3 separate regions of the Gossypium hirsutum genome follow, and all the other regions are linked to region 1. The links are chromatin contacts, called in public Hi-C maps. All regions are on one chromosome and are shown on one strand. The core of a region is the stretch at or near the end of the contact, and the rest is flanking DNA. Distances in the headings are between cores, read along the strand shown.

Region 1 (3,139 bases), core at 271-2,770:
AGTTCTCATTCTGGGTCTTGCTCATCCCCATGGTCCTTGCAGTCACATAAACCTCCCTTGGAGCAGAGTACGATGGTGTATCACTCCTGAAGGTGAGATTAATACTTTCATTAACAGGTAAAGCACTTGGTTTGGCTATTGTCAAATAGGCGTCATCTTTTAACCAGCCCCTGAACATCCCAGTGTCTTCTTCTGGCGGGATTTCTCTCCCACCAACTCTGACTCGATACATCCTCTCAAGGGCAGTGTTGTTTTCTAGGGTGTACAAGCTTCCCTGGGCCTGGCCAACAAAAGGTACGCCGTCATCAACAATCTTTGGTGTATAATATAGATTGATCGGCATAGAAACAACTTCGATGGCATTGATGAAAGCATAAGAATCAGTGATATCAGGACTAGGAATAAAGGTTAAGTTTAACCTTTGAGCTTCATCTACATTTATACAAAATTCTTTGATGATAAGTGGAACTTCGGGTACAGCATGGAGTGAAGCACTGAAATTCCTGAGAAGGGTAAAACCCCCACCTTCAACAGAGAAGAAAGCTTTCTTAGAAGGTTCGTCAAAGTCTGGGTATGAAGTTGGATAGAAGTGCAAGCGGATGAACTTTGGGCCAGGAGTGAGGGGAATAGAATAGGTGAACTGTGAGTAAGAAAGACGAGCTGTGGAGTAGGGGACATTATTAACTGATGATTTTCTCGCTGATGATTTGTACTTGTTGTTTTGTGGCTCTATGGGGCTGAATTTTCCATTGCCATCTCCAACCCAAGAACGGCTATCGGGAGATGAGGCATTGGTGGAATTAGAACCGCAGTCAATTGCAATGTTTTCTATGGGGTGGTAAGGGGTAACATTGAAATCTGCTGTAACAGGAACCACAATGTATTGACTGGAGAAGAAGAAGAAGAAGAAGAGACAGGGGAACGAGTTTTGAAGGGAAAAAGTTGGTGTTTTGGTTGGAATCTCCATTGCGAGGGAAAAACAGAGAGGCAGAGAGAGAAGATGCATATGGAGAAAGGGATAAGAGATGAAGAAAGGTAGGAAATGAATAGTGAAGTGGAGATGGAGTGCAGGACAAGGTCAGTTACTGTACAATTGAATTTTCAAATTCTCATTTTCGTAATTTGATTAGTCAAAGTTAGTAGAGTTTAACATTTGTTTCTTATGTGTATTCCATAGAATGTCACGTTATTATCATCCGTCTTCTCTACTGCATATGGGTAACGGTGGGCCTAGTCAAACAAGATTGACTTTTTGGCAGCACCTTTTTGGTGCTATTATTCAGCTATCCAAATATTAAGATGCACTGAGATTTTTTTTTGTTCTTTAGCATTAAATTTCTATTTGTTTTGGAAGAAAGTGGAAGAAAAGAGAGGAGGAAAAACAGAAGTGGAATTGTATTGGTTGAATAATCAAATAGAGGGGACTATTCTCACCAATGACGAATTTGGAATTTTGGGAGTTTTAATTGAATGTTCATTCATGTCTTTATCTAAAATATAGGAAACTATAGTGTTTGTTTCGATTGAGCCCCACTAAATATGAAAAGTAAAAAGAAAGAAAAAAAAATTGAAAACTATATCTATTCTTTTCATATGATGTTTAGTATAAAATATTAAAAATGGAAATATACATTTTTACTATTTGGTATTGTTCAGATTTCACTTGCAAATATGTCCATCTTCTTACGAATATAGGTGAACTAAAATTTGTAACTCAAGTTTATTTTAATTGATATTTGTAATTATATTTTAAGAATATAGGTAAATTTATAACTCAAGTTTTATGTGATTGAACTTTGAATTTTGTTAAATTTTAGCCATCATCTTTGATTTTTTAATTAAAATTTATAATTTAATTTTGATGGTTTAAAAACAAGATTTACCGAAAATTTATTTTTAAATATTTTATTTTAATAATTAATAATAAATTAATGAGTTAATATTCACTCCATTACTTTTTAGTCCATTAATATATAATCAAACAATCATCACCTTAAAATGTGTAGGACCATGTGAGACTCATCTATTAAACGTGAAAATTAAGTTGTGAATGGTGATTAAAAATGAAACAGTAAAATTACTTTCTTTTTTTATAAATAAAAGTTTTATTAATACTTAACATTATATTAATTAATTCATTATTTTAATTATAAAAATAAAATATTAAAAATATTTTTATTAATTTTGTCTTCGATTTATTTAAATTAAAATTGAATATTAAAATTTAATCAAAAACCAATCAAGCAAAAGTGAACTTGTAAAATTCAATATAGAGTTAAAAGTTGAATGGTAAGTTTATCTTTATTTCAAATGTACAAGGTCAAAGATCAATAAAATTAAAATATGGTGACAAATTTCATTTTTTACATAAAGTATAATGACAAATTTACACATTAATCTACAGAAAATAAAAATTATATTTCAGAACTAAATAATCTTTAAGTAAGGTAAAAAGATTTGAATAATTAGATTACTTTTCATTCACTATGAGTGAAAATTAAATAAAAACATATAAAACCAATATTGTTACCCTCATTTCGAACCTTCTTGCCAAATCATCAAAACGGTAAAAAGAACTTATCAAAGTTCAATTTTGTGCACCACGAAGCTTGACCTCATAGGCTCGCTAGAGGAGCAATATCATTCACCCAAATACCTTGTCACACCGAGCGAGCTCACATAATCTTCAAAAGATGAATGATGAAAGGTTCTTAATGGCATTCGTTAATCCATCACATTTTAGTCTGACGAGCACCTTGTCTAGTCCATTTAACTCAACTCCAACAATACTTGAAATTGACATCCGTAACTCTACATGACACCCATAGAGTAGGAGATTCAGTAGCTAAGACCCCTACCCAACCACCCTCCTTCAATAAGTACCTCTTTAGCAACGAGACAAAGACACATGCAAACCATATAGTCCACGCACTACAGAAACATAACCTCAAACCCTTTAGAAATACCAGTCTAGAGGCTCTTTGCACCATTTATGATGTGGATTGCCCCTGTTATATTCAACATCTTGTGTAACCTTAGTGTAGACACCTAATTTTGTTCAGGTCCCTTAATTTGTGTTTCATGGCAAATGGTCTTTAATTCTCTGAAGATAGATTATGGGCATATGTGAATTGTAGTT
Region 2 (3,139 bases), core at 406-2,905, 160 kb before region 1:
AATTTAACTTTTTTTTAGAAAAAGTTAATGATTAAACTAAACTAAAAAATAATAATAACTAAATTAACAAAATAAGAACTAAATTTTGCATTATTCTAAAAAATATATACTGAAGTATGTAAATAAATCTACAAATTAACCCTTTCCTCAAATAACAGTTCTGCTTTTGTTGGCTAAAAATGATATGTATCAATTGAAGTACCGAGAGGCCAATTGGTTTGTTGTTATTTATTTTATTTTATGTTTGATTCATTTTATTCAAAACATTATTTTTAGAGTTACATATGGGTCAGATTAAATTTTGTTTAGTTTAATCTTATTTATGATATTAATAATAAGAATAGTTAAACTTGAGCAATACGTTCATTGGTTGAATCGAGTTCATCCATACTTAAAGATCAAGGTTCAATTCTTAGGTTCACCTGTGTAGTAGTTTAGTGTGTGAGTGTACGAGTTTGAAATTATATTGTATTAAAAAGAAAACAAATATAGTTACAAAGTCTAGTCTAGCTTGAAATATGATATTCAAATTTTGTCTAAATCCATCTCTATTTGTAAATAATTAACTCAAACTTGTTTAGATCCTTTCATATTGTTGTTTATTTTAAAAGTTATTTATTTTATTTAATATTTAGTAATTATTTATCTCTTTCACTATCGATATATTTTTTTCTTTTTTAAATCTTAGTATACACAAGTTAATTTTTTTTAATTTACATTATAATTTAATATATTTAATTTTCATATAATATAAATTTCATAATATATAAAATAAATTATCATAAACTTGAAAATGGATCAAGCCAAACTAGGGGTGTAATCGAGTCGAGCTCGAATACTAACAAACTTGAGCTCAACTAGATACTCGGCTCGAGCTTAATCAAACATCTATTATAAGCTAGAGATTTACTCGAGATATAATCGAGCTACTCGAGCTCAAGCTCGATTAAGCTTAATGTTAACCAAATTTTGTACTCAAGCTCGAGCTCAAACTCAAGCCAATAATTATGTCTAGGGCTAATATTACATATTAAAGGAAATATGAAAAGTTTGATAAGGCTCATGAGCCGTTCGAGTCAAGTATTACTAAGCTCAAATTTGGTCCAATTGATAACTCAAGTTGCTCAAGCTCGAATTAAGTTCAATAACTACCGAATTGAGTTCAAATTATTTTGAGTCGAACTCGAGTAACTTGCAAGCACTACTGTCTCATTTACACCCCTAAGTCAGATAAAACTCGAGCTTTAAATATTGAAATTCGAACTCGACTCTTATTTTAAACAAGTCAAGTTTCTTTTATTTAATCTCATTTTTTGACAACTAATATTTTTATTTATATCCTCCCAAATTTGAAGTAAATATTAGAGGTAAAAGTTAAGTAATATACCGGGTAACTTTTTTCTTTTGGTTTTAATATAATTAAAAGAAATATTAATTATTAATAAATGATCGGTAAAAATTAGAGAGATTGAATATTAATAATAAGATGGGTTGATGATACTGAAATGGTAGTAAAAAATGCAAAATATGTGCTGCTAATATATGGAAAAAATGATGAAATAATCCCACGTTATTTGAGTGGCAGTTATGCTTTGGCAGTGGATAGAATAGTTTAATGAATTAACTTTTAGTGATTGGAATTTTCGTATATGGAGGTTGAAACATCAATTCGGTTCACGTGGGTTGTCATTGTTTCAACTTGTATATAAATGGCATGACCTTAGAGAGAGCTGGTTAAGCTTTGTCATTGATTTGAGGCTGGAGAGACAGATTATGGAAGCCAAAATGATGAAAGCATATCTCTCACTTGCAATTATAGTGCTTGTGCTCTACAATCCGATGAATCCCTGTAGAGCTATGTCAATGCAAATCAACACCAGCCGCACCTCATCACTCATCGCCGAGGATGAGGAGTTGGAGTTCCTGATGGGTTCTCATAGCGGTAGAATCCTCGCTGGAACTGATGGACATGATGTGACCAACGGAACATATAATCCATTTAAACCGATTGTAAATTGTGGTAGAGGTAAGCCTTACATGTCCTGCCTTCCCGTACCAAACGGAGTCAAGATACAAGACACGATGGGGATTTACAAGCGTCAGGGAGGATAGTAGAACACTCTGTGACTTACCACCCTGGATGCATTGTTGAAGGTGAATGACGAATTGAACTGTTTTTAGTAATTAATTTTACTTTAAAGCCGAAGTTTATAATTTCCTTTTCAATCTGCTAGACTCAAATCATATTGGTAGGCAAATGATTGTAAACATGAATCAATAATCATATTTACTACATAATTTGCAATTCTGACAGCGTCATCGATCATTTTCCAAAGGCAACTTTCCCATGGCGAAACTTCATTCTACTAGTTAACAAAATGTAGGTGTAATACCCAATTTTGCCCCGGACCCAATTAAATAAGCACAAAAAAATAAAAAAACCAAAATAATAAAACAGTCCAGTTTTTTTTACAAACCCAAACTTAAAGCCCAAATTCACTATCCAATTATAGTGGCCTAAATGCTTAAACCCTAGCCCACTAGCCCAAAACAAAACAAAAAATCCTAGCAGCAGCAGCAGCTTTCTGCCTCTGCACCAGTGTCGAACCCAGGGCCCCGCGTGCGGTGCCTCCGCGCGCGCCCCCTCCAAGCATGCTCCTGCAACAGAATAAACAAGGAAAACAGCAAAAAAGAAGCAATTAGATTACAAAAAAGGAAAATAGCAGAATTAGAGAACGGATTTTTATTTTCCTTTCTCTGTTATTTCGGCTATATAAAGCCAAACATGAATCTGTAAAAAGGGGATGAAAAAAATCAAAAGATACAAAATCGAATATCAATTTTTTTTAAAGGTGATTATTAGAGTTTTTTTTATTATTTTCTTTCTTCGATTTGTTATTCATTTTTTTATATATGCGAAAAATAAAAATAAAAGGGAAAGGGAGGCTTACATTTGCCCTCGGATCTGCTCCAAAAAGGGGTTAAAAGCCCAACTCGGCATGCCTCTGGTCACTGATCGCGGTGGAACCGCGACGGACGGGTGGCGACTGAAACAGGAGCTACAATTTGTAGTTGCAGAATGAATGCGATCCCTGCAGAAAAATGAGAATTAATGAGAAAACCTATAATAATAAAAGGT
Region 3 (3,139 bases), core at 374-2,873, 140 kb after region 1:
GCATCAATAGGCCACTTTAACATTTGCCTATCACATTTCTAAATTTTCTCACACAAGTCCTATTTAATAAAATTCACTTACAATTAACAAAATTCAAACATGAAATTTTCACACATGCATATATACATATAATAAGCTTCAAATATGGCGGTTAATTATTTTTATGACTCGGTTTTGTGGTCCCGAAACCACTTTCCGACTAGGGTCACATTTTGGGCTGTCACATGTTAGGCGAGGAGTATGCATCTTTGGTGCTCCGAAATGTGATATGCAAGGGGTTCTCCTAAGGTGTGACACTTTTTTTTAGGTGTTTTTTAATTATATTCAATTTTGTTAATATTAGTATATATGATATATTAATTTTAAATAATTTTAAAATATAAGTTGTTTCTAAATTTAATGTTAATATATAAATCACATTTTAAAGGCAAATGACCTTTTTTGGCCCTCAACTTCACAAAATATCATTTTAGCCCTCCATTTAATTTTTTTTCTTTTAGCCCTTAAACTTACATTGTTTGTCAAATAGCCTTGAAATGGATGAAAAAGTTAATGTTTGTTAACTTTGTTGACGTGGCGTCATACACGTGGCAACTAACAATTAATTAATTTTTAAAAAAATTTAAAATATATACATAATTTTTATATCTTTTTAGTAGTTTTTAAATTTTAAAAATTATTATTATATTTTTTTGAAAAAATTTTAAAAATTTTAAAAATTATTAATTATTGGCATGGCATCCATGTGGTAATTCACATGTACGCTACATCACTAAAGTTAACAAAAGTTAACTTTTTCATTCATTTTAGGATAATTTAACAAACTCAAGTTTAAGGGCTAAAAAAGACAAAAAAGTAAATGGATGGGTAAAATAATTTTTTTAGTAAATTTGGAGGGTCAAATAAATCATTATACCTATGTTAAATATTAAAATCTCATACGAGAATCTATACTATATTTAAGGGGTTTATTGAGTTAGTATTACTCTTCAATCGCGTCCCAACTCAATTGAGTAATTACCAAAACTCTTTCCTTTTACAAAGTAATAAACATATATTATTGTCATTTCAATTAATGTGAAATCTAGAAAAATATAATTGATAGGATTCAAACTCAAAACACAATAAATTTTAACATCTTCACCGCTTCAATTAAAGTTTCATTTGATCTTTAAATTAATTTGTATAGATATATTTATTACATAATTCTTTCACCAACATCGTAGATGTTCCATAATTTAATAAATTTTATAAATTAATTAAAATTTTCACCCAAAAATGTATTTAAAAAGAAATAAAATTTATCGACCAGGTATTACCTCGATTAGCATCAACATTGTTGTTAGAATAGGAGGACGTAAGTCCGAGTACATTAAAGCACATTTATCCTCCTATTTAAGGATGAGAAGAAATTATGGATAGTTCTAAATATTATATAAAATTAAAATTAAAATTAATTTTTTTGTCAAAAATACTCAATTCGCCAATAATATTCCATCAAAAGACCGATCGAAAATAGTGTATTTCTTGATAGAATATTTTTCATAAATTTATTTTTTTAAAATACTACTTTTTTTGAGTCAATAATATATCATCCTTAATAAAAGATATGACACTACAAGCATGTTTGGTTGGGGGAATAGGTATGCGTTCCCCTCAATTTTGAAGGCCCACCACCAAACGGGCATTTGGTTGACTGTAATAACATTACAGCCCGATTCAGTTTCGCCCCTATTACCCCCATTGGCTGTAATAGCCATTCCCCCCATTCAGCGCCGATTAGGGATTCCATTCCCGTTTCTTATTTTCTATTCCAGTTTCTGCCCTCATCAACTTCATCTTCTCAGACATTTCCCTTTCATATTGCAAGGTAATTTTTTCCCTTCCATCGATTTATGCTTCTTCTTCTCGTACGTTTGTTTTCTTCTCTTTACGTTTCTTTTCTTTTCTCCATTTTATCAAGAACGAAAAATGCTCGCACTCTTTCCCTGTTTTTCGTTTCTTTTCTTTTCTTTTCAGTAAAATCAATTTCGTTTTTCTTTCTACTCCTAACTCTACAGCAGCCTGACAAGTCGTTACATCACTCTTTTAGCAGCTCGCACTCTTCCCCTGTTTATTTTACAGGTTAGTTTTCCTTTTGCTCAAATTTGCAATATTTTTTTTGTTCTCCTAATTTTGATTATTTTCTTATGATTTCCATTGGGCTTTTCTTTGACTGTTTCTATTGCATGTTCGATTGAACAGATGAAAAGTTTTTCAATGTGGTTCTATACTTGTTTATTCTATTGCATGTTTGACTGGTTCTATTATTTTTCGAATGGCTTGTGATTTCGGCTAGTTGAGTTCTGTTTATTTGCATTTCTTGAAATTTCCTAATGTTAACATGGAGTTCATGTTTTAGGATATCTTTCTGGTTCTGGAGGTAGCATCCAACTTACCTCTTGATTTTCAGTATTTCACTAGTTATTTTAGTGGATGTTTCCCAGTTTGATATGATGTGTTTGTAGTATCGTGAATTTAAGTTATTTTCTTGCTATTGAGTTACGGGTGCTTAAATTTTATAAAATTTTCAAGGTGAACTTGTTTCTTGATTCTAGGTTCAAATTAAACCTTCTGGACAAACTGATTCATGCATGGTTACAAGAAGTAATTTAAAGAACCTGTAAGGGATTCCACTTCACTGCTGCTCTTATTCTTTTGAAAGTCCTGTCAGATGATAGCTGCTTTTTCCCTTATGATGTTATGAAAGAAAGAATCAAATTGTTTCATTATTTGATGTTGGGAGAAAATTTGAGTATTTTTTGAACTTGAAGATGTTGCATCTCTTGTTGTACTTAATATACTGATTTGTTGCTTTTCAAATATGTGTTGATTTTTGTTGAACTCTTCTAACAGATATTGGATAGTGACTCAACAAGTAGCACACCACACAATCAATGGTTGCAACCTGAGGCCAGGCGATCTCCTTAGAACTGGGACCATTAGTGGGTCTGTATGTTTAGTACATTATCTTTCACTTTTGTATCCTTTTTGCTTTGTATGTATGTATCTACCAATCCACACACAAACATGCACAAGTAATGAATGTGTTTATGTGTTAGAAATTTCCTAACTTAATCAATTGCTCCTAGCCTCTGGT

Evidence for each region. Hi-C and Micro-C count contacts between places; a contact is called where the count stands out from the background.
Region 2: a Hi-C map of leaf shows a contact between it and region 1, with 2.6 times the contacts expected there. The contact joins the enhancer-like site here to the promoter of LOC107954804 in region 1. A contact is called at or near these places in 2 of 34 Hi-C or Micro-C datasets (both in leaf).
Region 3: a Hi-C map of leaf shows a contact between it and region 1, with 1.7 times the contacts expected there. The contact joins the promoter of LOC107956295 here to the promoter of LOC107954804 in region 1. A contact is called at or near these places in 2 of 34 Hi-C or Micro-C datasets (leaf and petal).

The regions. Positions count from the first base shown.
Region 1 is chrD07:48,607,281-48,610,419 of Gossypium_hirsutum_v2.1, forward strand. LOC107954804 (receptor-like protein kinase FERONIA) reads right to left here and starts at 1,521. Exons shown (of 1, transcript XM_016890485.2): 1 at 1-1,521. The coding sequence starts at 1,006. It also overlaps the pseudogene LOC121219175.
Region 2 is chrD07:48,444,441-48,447,579 of Gossypium_hirsutum_v2.1, forward strand. No RefSeq gene overlaps it. Among protein-coding and RNA genes, the nearest start is that of LOC121219509, 43 kb to the left of the region's middle. Within about 2 kb of position 1,656, at least 6 of the 9 cell types and tissues checked have an H3K27ac peak or open chromatin away from gene starts, as enhancers often do. A contact at or near this core is called in leaf, where this site is marked.
Region 3 is chrD07:48,743,574-48,746,712 of Gossypium_hirsutum_v2.1, forward strand. LOC107956295 (fumarylacetoacetase) reads left to right here and starts at 1,624. Exons shown (of 6, transcript XM_041097783.1): 1 at 1,624-1,870; 2 at 2,096-2,124; 3 at 2,598-2,662; 4 at 2,896-2,988. The coding sequence starts at 1,624.